2 separate regions of the Capra hircus genome follow, and region 1 is linked to region 2. The links are chromatin contacts, called in public Hi-C maps. All regions are on one chromosome and are shown on one strand. Each heading gives the region's core, a stretch centred on a gene start, on an enhancer-like site or on the middle of the called end of the contact. The rest is flanking DNA. Distances are from core to core; before and after follow the strand shown. Region 1 holds the start of PIGV (GPI mannosyltransferase 2). Region 2 has its middle 48 kb from the start of RPS6KA1.

Region 1 (5,300 bases), core at 1,706-4,205, 160 kb before region 2:
GACACGGCAGCTGACTGCAAACCCCAGGACCTCTTTCCGGGATGGGTCCAGGGGCCACATCCTCTCACCACCAGGAACTCAGGGGGCCTGCTGCCAGGGCTGAGCTCCCTCAGGCTTCTAAACACCAAAATCCAAGGAGGAAATGTTACACACGGGCAGAAAGTCAATTCTTGAAAGCATTCTTCATAGAAACACCCTCCTGCTTCAGCATTATTATGGCAAACTTAACCACCTAACCTCCTAGATGAAGAAAAAGCATCTTAAAGGCAGATGGGACTGCCTCCCGTCACTCTGAAGCACTGTATTCTTATAAGGGAAGTTCCACACTTCCTCTAGGCAGGAAGCTGGAAAGCTAAGCTCACAGAAAACCTTTAAAAGCCTGTTGAGAGCCCCTGTGTGGGAACTAAAGGCCTGGGTTCAAGTCCTGACTTTCTCATTCATAAGTTTTCATTTTGTTCTTCTCAGCCTCAGTTTTCTAGGTGTAAGTGAGATTGGACTCTTTTTGTCTGTCTCATGAAATTGTCATGATGGCGAAATGGACTGAAGTGTGAAAAAAGTACTACCAAATCTACACTGCGGTTGCTATTATTTGGTGTGTGCCCTTTCCCTCTTGCCCAGAATAATAAACTAGGTCCCAAACCAGAGTCCCAAAAGTGGGGCATAGAACTGAACTGGAAGACCATAATGACTACACACTCTAGTTAAGCTCTCTGATGTGTGTTCAGTTGGTCTGTTAAATTAAGTGGAGAAGGAAAAGAAAACCACCACTCAGCAGGACTTCAGCCAGCTCATATTGCTAAAACAAACTGAGAGGGACGACAAAGTCGACTACTACAGATGGAGAAACTGTTATTTCCCATCTCTTCATTGGAATGGCAGCAATGTATAAACAACTGCAAAGCCATTCTGAGGGAAGGAATGCACTTAACGGCTTTCTTTTTTTTTTAAACACAATTCCTTGGGTTCACAGAAGTAGCAATGGCTCTTACAGAACCAGTCAGAAAGCAGAAGGGAGGGCAGGAGCATCACAGGCAGCTCATCAACTTGGGGTGAAGAACTAACCCTAAAGGAAAAATATTGTACTTAAACAGAAAAATTAAGAGGGAGGGCTGGAAGTCTTTCCTTTCTTAACACCACTCAAACCTTTAAGTATCACTTGTTTCTGGAATTCGGTGACCCTCACTAGACTATGTGATATGCTCTCATTACCCTCTTCCTTGTCTTTATAGTTATTGTTTATTTGTTTATGAGAGCAGGGGCTCTGTCTATCTTGTTCCCAACTATCCTTCCAGGGCTTCGCATTAAACCTATGTTGATTTAGTGGAAGTGGCAGGAACTGGATATGGCTTCACCAGTTCACTGGCTCTGGATACAAAATCTCTGCTCCAAGTACTCCTCCCACCATATCTCACGTTGAGAGCAAAACAAAGTCACAGAAGCCACAAGAAATACAATTTCTCCAGAAGCAGCAGTTCTCTTTCTTCAGCACAAGGGGGCGCCTGTTGATTACTCCATCACCAGGAGGCCTGGAGGAAGGGAGGGGCCACCAACGCCACACCGGTTTGCTCATCAAAATTCAGTTCAAAGGCAAGCTTTCGAAATCCCCACAGAACAGCGGTAGTTTGTCAATCTACCCAACATTGCCAATATCTGACTCGCTGAATCGAGAGGAATCGTAGAAACAAGAACAGCCAACCTTACACGGCCGCTGGTTCTTTATCCTAGGATGAATTCACTTTTTCCCTTCCTTCACTTCCCACCCACATGCAGAAGAGTCGGGAACAGAAAAGCACATAACCCACCTCTGCCTCTTCACCAGGCTTCCATTCTTCCTTTCGTCTCTCCAGACTCAAGCTCTAGACCCAGCGACCACAGAAGACGTGTAGCCTACACTTAGTTTGCAGGCAAACCAAGTGAAAACAAGAATAAAGCCAGTGAGCTCTCCCTCTCAGCTAATTGCGGCCCTCACTTCCCAACAACCCCTTTACGAAAGCAGACTCTGAACTGGCAGGACACTTACAGAGCAACTAGTTTTACTCTCTTTTCCCTTGAGATAAATATGCCCCAGGTAAGTGAGTAATAAAAACTCTCCAGAGTTTTTACACAGAGAGCTCATTAGAACCTAATTACCATCGCCATTTTACAGATGTGGAAACTGAGGCTCACTAGTATCAAGAGGCACACCCAAGGATATATTTAAGGAGAATGTCTTTTTTTTTTTTTTTTTTCTGTCCGAAACATCAGTCTTTCCACCAGCCCTCACTCCTGCCAAAGCGGATGCGCTCTTTCAGAGCCAGGATTTCCCAACTCCAAGCTCAGTACTTGTCAGGTGACAGCGCCTGCTGTTGTATGCTTAGGGCAGGGAGGGTCCCATCTGAGCAGACAGGAAAACCTGCTGAATCGGAGCCCTGGACGCCCTGGGTAAGACTAACATCCTCGGGGGCAAGGGGTGTTGTTCGGACCCAGGGTCCTCGGGACCAGAGGCCTTGCTGGCCGCCGGCTTCAGGGGCCACCTTCTGCCCTCCCACCCGGGTCCGAAGCCCGTTCCAGCCGTTTCCTTTTCGACAAGAGTCCCAAGCAGAGATTGGGCATCTCCTCTGCCCAAAGGGCCACAGCTCAGGGGTTACTCCGGAGGGGGCCGGCGACGCCTGGCCCGGCCTACGACCGGAAGGCAGGGGAGGGCGGGAGGCTGTAAAGGAAGAGGCGGCACTGGGAGGCCGCTATGGCGGAGGGGCGGGGCTCTTCGCTTCTCGGCGGCCTCCGCCTCATTTCCCTCGGCCTCCGTTCGACGATTTCCCTCCCCCCCTCCCCAACTCAAAACTCCTAGGCTCCGAGGCTGGCGCCGGGTCCCCAGCGCCGGCGGGTCTCAACCTCTCAGGCGGGGCCCGAACCTTAGCTCCTCCATCCGGGGCTCCGAGCGGGCGCGCCTGCGCACTTGCTCCGCGGACGGCGGCCCCGCCCCGCTCCTGCCGGGAGTCGGAGCTGCCCCGCCCCCCTCCGCAGCGGCCATGTTGACTCCGGGAGAGCGGGGCGGGGACGGTATAGCCCCGCGACTCAGCGCCCCTCTGCCTTGACCCTTGCCAGCCCTGGTGACACCTGAGGAGTCCCCGCTCCGCCAGCCCCTTCCCCCGCCTTCAGTTAGTCCTCCAGGGCTGCTGTCTCAGCGTCAGTGCTCTTGGCCCAGTTCGAACCACCCCTCAAACATCCATAAGTTCCCTTGAGGGCCGAGGCCCTCGGAGTCGGGGGCTGCCCTGCGGCCCCTTCACGGAAGCCAGAGCCGCATTTTCCCTGCTGTCAGGCAAGAACAGCTCAGCACAGGGCCTGGCACACAATAGCTGTAGTTTGAGTAGAAAGAAAAGCCTTCTTGGGGTTTCTGTGGCCAGCAGCGGCACCCCGCGTCTTGGGTGTGAAGAAAGTGGGGGTTCCCCCTGACTTTCCCCTCCTCCGGCTACTAGGGACCTTCTGTCCTGCTTCAGTCCTCAGCCCCAAGTCAGGTGGCTAATGAGGGTGGTGAAGGAAACTTAAGAGAACGCCCCCCACGACTCCTTTCTCCTTCACTGAAGCCGTTTTTCTCGTAGGAAGTGGGGCCAAAAAAAAAAGAAGCTAACTCAACAAAACCGTCTGTTAGGGAGGAGCGGCCAGTTGGTACCCCTGTAACGGAAACTGTTAGAACAACTTTGCACCCTCCTTAGAGGAAATAGATAATAAATCCTTCTCCGTTGGTGGATTTCTCGTTTCTCAGGATTCCAGAGCCCTTTGTGGTTTCAGTTATCTGCCCTCCAAACGAAGCTAGGGTCTGGGTTAGCCTCTGGCCACAGCCCTGGCTGAGGGAGGGGTTTATCTTCCGCCACAGCTACTCCTGTGGGTGGGAACAAAAGAGGTGGTTGCTATCTCTCCAGGCAAAGAGAGGCAGCTCACAGCACTTCTGTGGGGGCCAGCGACTGTATCTTTGGATTCTTTATAGCTCATTTCAGGTCCTGAGACCTAAATTGCCCTCAGATATTTGTTGTGTGTAAAGTGGATCCATCACGTTGTAGTCGTGGAGTGCTGGAGACGGGGGAAATGAAGCTTAGAACCCTAGGTTTCTCATTGACACACCCTTGTTCTCGGCTCCAGAGGCATGTGAGTGAGTCGGCAAAGCTGTGGGTTACACTCGTGACTGAGGCCTAAGGTTGTTGCTTGAATCTCTAGAAGTCTTTGAGGCTCCAAGCAGTACTGTGTCTGCAAGGACAAAACTGAGAAATCAACTATCCTTCCTTTCTGAATTCACAATAGAAAAAGACATGCATTCTTAAGATTCCCTCTGTTCACACACCAAATTCTCTCAAAAATCTACTTGTGAAAAGGAGAGGCGTCTATTGTGACAATTCAGAATGTTGTTTTTAAAGCTCAACTGTCACCCTTCAGAGGCAGAACTTTGTCCAGCTCCTCAGCTCTACTTTCTTGCAATTTCTCCTTCCCTTCCTTCTCTACTACCCACCCCCCTCCTCTTCCGCTCTGTTTCCTGTTTCATTTTCTGGCTCCTGCTTCGACTGGAAAACAAGGAGGCTGAATCTTGTGCTCACAAGGCTCTGGCTTGTCAGAATGGAGGAAGCCTTAGGTGGGATGGGAGGGGTTCTGGGCCTCCAGGGCTGTGAGTAAGTAGTGGAGGAGGCAGCTCTCTTTAGTCTGCTGTTAGTCTGCTGCTAAAATGGAGCCTGCAGCCACACAGGGAGCCAGCTGAGCGGCCAGTGCTGTGGGAGAGCCCGGGAGACAGAGCCTTACCCCAGGGCTCCCAAAAGATTCTACACCACTCAGCCACTTCCCTAAAGAAGTAAATATGCCACACCACCAAGAAACGGTTTCATAATACAGATCTCTGACTAAAACAACGTAAGCAGCACACCACTGTTTCTAGAATCCTAGAATGTAAGAAAGAACATTTCTCTTTCTTGAACTTGCCTGACTATGCTCTTGCTGTTTCCTCTGCTTGAAATGCTTCACTGCCGACTGGCTGCCCTTTGGCCAACCCACTTCAGGTCTCAGCTGAAAAGCCACCTCCTTGGAGAAGCTTTCTCTGTCTACCTCACCACAATCACCACCCTGTATTCCTCTTAGGAATGTAAGTGCTATGGGGGGGGGGGGGCGGGTAGGGGGCCTTGTTCACCAAGGTGTTTCCAGCACTTAGTACTTTGTATATTGTGTGTTCTCAGTAAGGATCTAGTGAATACATCTGTTTGTTTAACCTGCACTTTATGGATGAGGAAACTGAGGCTCGGGTGAAAGTGAACAGTTCTGAAGTTACACAGCTAGTGGCAGAG
Region 2 (5,734 bases), core at 2,253-4,752:
CAAAACGAGATGAGCTCCTGACACAGGCAACAGCACAGACGAGTCTTCATAGATATCATGTCGAACAAAGGAAGTCAGACATGAGAGAGCACGCTCTGTATGGTCCCGTTCATACAAGCTCTAGAAGAGGCCACACTAATTTACGGAGACAAAACATTAGAATGGTGGCTGCCTCTGACCTTGGCGGAGATTGAGAAGGGACAGGAGGAAATTCTCTGGGTAATAAAAACGTTCTGTATCTTGTGAGCAGTATAGGTGTCATAGGTGTACACATTTGTCAAAACTCCTCTGATCGTATACATAAAATCCATGTGTCTGGTTGACTGTGAATTAAACCTCACATAGCTGATATAAATACACTTGTGCAATTGCTTCCTGGTCTGTCCGCTTGTGTTGGAGTTTAGGAAAGGAACCTCCCTCCCTGAGTCAGCTCAGAATAGAATAGGGCCAGTCGTAGTCAAGGATTTGCCCAGCTGCTGGCAGTTTGTCTGCACCGCCATAAGCTGTATCAACACCTCAGCTCTTGTGACCCCAAGGCGTTGTTTTTTGTTTTTTGTGTTTTTTTGGCTGTACTGTGTGACTTGTGGGATCTTAGTTCTCTGACCAGGAAAGGAACCTGGGCCCCAGCAGTGAAGGTATCTAACCACTGGGCAGCCAGAGGATTTCCAACTTTTTATTACCATTATTATTATTATTTTTTTTTCCGGCTGCATGTGGTGCTCCGGCTTTTCTTGTTGTAGAGCATGGGTTCTAGAGCCCACAGGCTTAGTTGTTGCGGCAAGGCATATGGGCTTAGTTGCCCCGAAGGGGATTGAACCTGCATCTCCTGCATTGGAGGTGGATTCTTAACCACTAGATCACCAGGGAAGTCCCCCCAGGGCCTTTCTTATGCAATGCTGATCCTGCTAGTCTTGGCTAAACAGAGGGAACTTAGGCAAGTCACAGGCCTGGGGAGGGGGCCCTCTCCTGATACAAATGTGGCCAGCTTTGTGGTCAGAGATTTAGGGTTTCAATCCAGCAGTAGGCTTCCTTCCATTCTCAGATGCCTGTGCCTTGGCTAAATCACTTATCCGCCCAGACAGGCAAGGAGCGCTGGTCTTAGCATCTTCAGTGCATGTCTAGCATGTCTACTAAGTGCTGGGATGAGAACACTGTTCCACATACTAGTCAAGTGAAAGTCTAATATCTGCTCCCCTGGGCGCAATTTTAGGGGATCACAAACCCCTCTGAAAATCTGATGGAAACCCTGAACCTTCTCCCCCAGAAAACTACACAAGCATACACCCTTTTACATATCATTTCCTTGTTTCTGGGAAGCCCATGGACCTCAAGTTAAGGCCCCTGGTTCTGGAGGGTCTCTTTCAGCTCTGAATGTTCTATCAAGCATTCTTGCAACATAGCTACCATTTTCTGCACCTAGTCTCTGCTAGAGCCTTCACTCTTATGACCCTCTGAGGATGGTTTGCAAATGAGGAAAACGAAATTCAGAGAGGTCAAGTGACTTGCCCAAGATCACACAGCCTGTCATGGCTGATGTTGAGATCTGACTTCACTCTCGTGCCTTCGGATTCTAATCCTCTACTCCCTCCTCCAGGTGAGAATATTCAGTCCCTGTCAGTTGCTCCCTGATGCTCACACAAAGGGTCTGGGACCTGGAACGCTTTGTAATAACAGAAGGAATGACTGTCCCGACCCAGTCCTCTGGTAAGAAGATTCCGCAATGGGTGAGTGACGCCAGGCCCAGCCCAGGTGCAGATCTCAGACTCTGCTCAAACATGTGTCATCTGCCCCTTGATTTCTCAATTTAGCCCACAGCCTGAGGAGTGGGTGTGGAGCGGAAGAAGGGAAGAGAAACAGAGGAAATTACTTATAAAAAGAAGTTTCAGATTGAGTCACACACATGAGTTATAACTCAGAAAGGCGCTCTGAGGTAGGAGAGGAAAAGACAGAGACAGCCGTTTTGAGAGGGTTCCTTCTTCTCATAGGACAAAGATGTTCAGGCGAGTTGACTGGTATCTCTGCTCTGGAGACAGAAAGGCAGAGAGGCAGAGGAGTCTGTGCTCTGGGAGGAGGCAGTGGGTAGTAGTGTTAGCAACACGTGTTAAGCATTTCCTATGTGTCAGGCCCTGTGAAAAGTGCTTCTGAGGCGGTGCTTAGTTTTACCTTTACCAGAGTAGCCACTACTATTAATTCCCACTTTAAAGAAGGGGAAATTGAGGCAGAAAGGCTAAATGACTTGCCCAAGGTCACACAGACTAGTGGTCAACATTGGATTCTAACCCAGAAATGCTCATACTTCAAGAAAAAAAGTAAACCATGTGGAGTCTTGCCCCAAGGCTACTGAGCAAGGCCTTGCACCAAGGCTACAGAAGCAGCATCTAGAAACAAGGTCGTCTTGGGGACTGACTGAGCTCCTTTGTAACCGCTGCCACAAGCCCCCCTGATTATCACCAGTAGGCTTCCTGACCCCAGTTCGGTTCAGTTCAGTCTCTCAGTGGTGTCTGGCTCTTTGCGACCCCGTGGACTGTAGCACGGCAGGCTTCCCTGTCCTTCACCAGCTCCTGGAACTTTCTCAAACTCATGTCCATCCAACCATCTCATCCTCTGTTGCCCCCTGCTCCTCCCGCCTTCAATCTTTCCCAGCATCAGGGTCTTTTCCAATGAGTCAGTTCTTCGCATCAGGTGGCCAAAATATTGGATCCCATATTAGGCAAAAATGCCCACCTCAGTGCTCACCCTATAGTGCCCTAACTAGTCACCTAACTTCCCTGGTACCTCAGATGGTAAAGGATCTGCCTGCAACACAGGAGACCTGGGTTTGATCCCTAGGTTCGGAAGATCCCCGGGAGAAGGGAACAGCTACCCACTCCAGTATTCTTGCCTGGAGAATGCCTATGGACAGAGGAGCCTGGCGGGCTACAGTCCATGGGGTTGTCAAGAGTCGGACATGACTGAGCGATTTTCACTTCACAATGCCAACCTTCCAGCAGGAATTTTCTTTGTCTTGAGGCTATAAAAATTGGCTATTAACCCACGAAAAGCGTCAGTTCTCCCTTGAGTCACCCCCTGTTCTAACAGCGTCTCAGTCAACTCTCGCCGGCCTGTCAGGAAGTCAACCCCCTGTGCTCACCGCACCCTCGTTATCTCTGCTCTCTGCTCTTAATAAATTCACTCGCTTTTAAAATGCTCTGTGTCTGGAAATTCTTTTCCAACCCGCGCTTGGACTGCCACAACAAACAAAACCAGGACAGCTCTGACCGGAGTCCGTGCTTAACCCCAGACTCTGGGTTTCTTCCTACGTTCTGTTTGACGTTTGCTTTTAACCGACACTCTGTAGACACACCCTCTCCTTTAACACTCATATCAGCCCCTTTGACCATTGGGGAAACCTCAGAGGAGTGAAATGACTCGCCCAAGGTCAAACAGCAGGTCAGCCTTGGGGCTGGGGTGTGACTGCAGATCCAGCTGTTTCCACCACCACCACCTGCCTTCAGGGATGAGTTGGGCTAGAGGGCCCACTGCACAGCCCGGGGGAGGCTGCTCACCTCCACATCTGTGTCTCTTGACAGCACAATCTTTGCCCTGTGTCTGCAGCTGCTTCCCTGAGGGTGGGGAGGGGGGTGTCCTTTAGATTTCCCTCCTGTTACTGCTGAGTCATTTCTCCCTCGAGTCCTTGGAGTTAGTGGGAACCCCCTCAAGAAATGGAAGCTACGCAGAAGACCTAGGTTCAAAGCAGAGGAACCTTCTTGCCGTGCGGGGGACTGCCTTGTGATGTGGTGGGGGGGTCTCCGTAATTGCTGGCAGTATCTGAGTAGAAACGGGAGAACCATCTGTTGGAGATTCCTGTCGTGGGTGGAGACTGGGTTGAGGCCTTTAGAGCCCTTTTAACTGTGAAATTTTACAAGTCAGTGTGGGATGAAATGTAGGCTGTACAGCAAAGTGGCCTAGAATGAGCTTTGGGGCCAAATAGCATGCGTGCTTGCTTAGTTGCTTCAGTCATGTACAACTCTTTGCGACCCCCTGGGCTGTAGCCCGCCGGGTTCCTCTGTTCACGGGATTCTCCAGGCAAACACTGGAGTGGATTGCCATGCCCTCCTTCAGGGGATCTTCCCAACCCAGGGATCAACCCCGTGTCTTCTGAGGCTCCTGCATTGCAGGCAGATTCTTTACTGATGAACCACCAGGGAAGCCCGGGCCCAAACAGACCTGGGCTCAAAGCCTGGCTCAGTCAACCTCCTTGCTGGTGACCAGTGGGAAAGTTTCCTCTCTTAGCTTCAGTTTCCTTGTTATAAGATGGAAATGATCATACCCACCTCATGAGATTGCTTTGAGTATTAGGGGTGATGTATATACTGTGCTCAGTATAAAGCAGGAACTCAATCATGCCTACTATCATCGCCAATAAATGAATGGCCAGATCAAGGATTAAATCCATATGTTAATCAAGGCACCAAATGTTTGGATGCTTAACATTTAGGGGAAATCAGCCTTCTCTCTGAGGGTGCTTGTCCCAGAAATAACCATGAAAAACATAAAATGTAAGTGGGTGAAATACAAGAAACAATTAGGGACTTTGACGCCTGTGCCGACAATTGAGAACTGGCATCTCTGACTCAGAGGGAGTGTGTAAAATCATCTAAATAAGTCCCCACCTGGCAACAGGAATCCTCTCGAAGATCCTGACAGGTCTCATTAGTTCTCTGCCTGAGCCCAGGCTATGGGGAACTCACTGCCTTCTGAAACTGTCCATAGGAAACTCCCCAAATTCCCTAAGCTGTTTTCTGCCCTTTGCCAGCTGGGAAATACTACTTTCTAACAATATCTTCTAACTGAGACCAGACCCCAATATTGTAGGCACCTTTATGACCGCATGGCTGGCTAAGGGGAAGAGTGATAACCAGATAAGTAAGTATATTTTGGGCTTCTTGGAAGCGGAGAGGTGGGACAGTACCCTGTTAAGAGCAGTTTCAGAACCACACAGACCTCAGTTTGAGTTCTGCTCTATCACTTAGCTGTATCCTTGGGCAAATCACTTAACCTCCGAGCCTCAATTTTCTCATGCTTGGAATGGAATTAATCATATCTCTGGGGACTTCCCCAGTGGCCCAGTGGTTAGACCTCTGCTCTTTCACTGCAGGGGGGCTGGGTTCGATACCTAGTTGCGGAACTGAGATTCTGCAAGCCATATGGCACAGCCAGGAAAAAAAAAATCTCCTTCACATGAGGATCAACTGAAATGAAGCCTGGGAAACATCTGGCATCCAGCGCCTCCACAGAGCAAGGATCTGTTTAATAGGCGCACAGGGATATTTCATGGAATGGGCATCCTAGCGGATGGGAGCTCAGGCACTGTTATTCGAGCCTTAATGGGAAGAGTGACTCTGGCACTTGGGAACATCTGGACTGACAATTCGATTCCTCAAGTTGGGTTATTTCTATAAGTGGGTTTTGCCCAGGGAGTCAGCACTCAGAGAGGAAAGTTCCTGGCTAAGATGCTGGTGACTGGGAAGTGTGCTTCTGAAATCCACTGAGTTCCTGAGGGCGGTAGCTGGGATAGAGGCTCACCTTGTAAAAGTTAGAAGAAGCTTAGCTGTGTAAGCTACACTTCTTACCTTCCAAAACATGTGCAAACTCACTTGCTCGTTTGATCTTTAGGTTAAGCTGTGAGATGAGCCCAGACTGTGATTCCCATTTAGCAAGTGAGGAACCTGAGGCTCAGAGAGGTGAAGTACAT

Evidence for each region. A called contact is a pair of places that touch in the nucleus more often than the background predicts.
Region 1: a Hi-C map of blood shows a contact between it and region 2, with 2.2 times the contacts expected there. The contact joins the promoter of PIGV here to the enhancer-like site in region 2. A contact is called at or near these places in 3 of 5 Hi-C or Micro-C datasets (blood and liver).

Annotation. Positions count from the first base shown.
Region 1 is chr2:9,570,249-9,575,548 of ARS1.2, reverse strand. PIGV (GPI mannosyltransferase 2) reads right to left here and starts at 2,955. Exons shown (of 5, transcript XM_018056505.1): 1 at 2,892-2,955; 2 at 1,803-1,887; 3 at 1-117. The coding sequence starts at 60.
Region 2 is chr2:9,408,094-9,413,827 of ARS1.2, reverse strand. No RefSeq gene overlaps it. Among named protein-coding and RNA genes, the nearest start is that of RPS6KA1, 48 kb to the right of the region's middle. Within about 2 kb of position 3,502, at least 2 of the 5 cell types and tissues checked have an H3K27ac peak or open chromatin away from gene starts, as enhancers often do.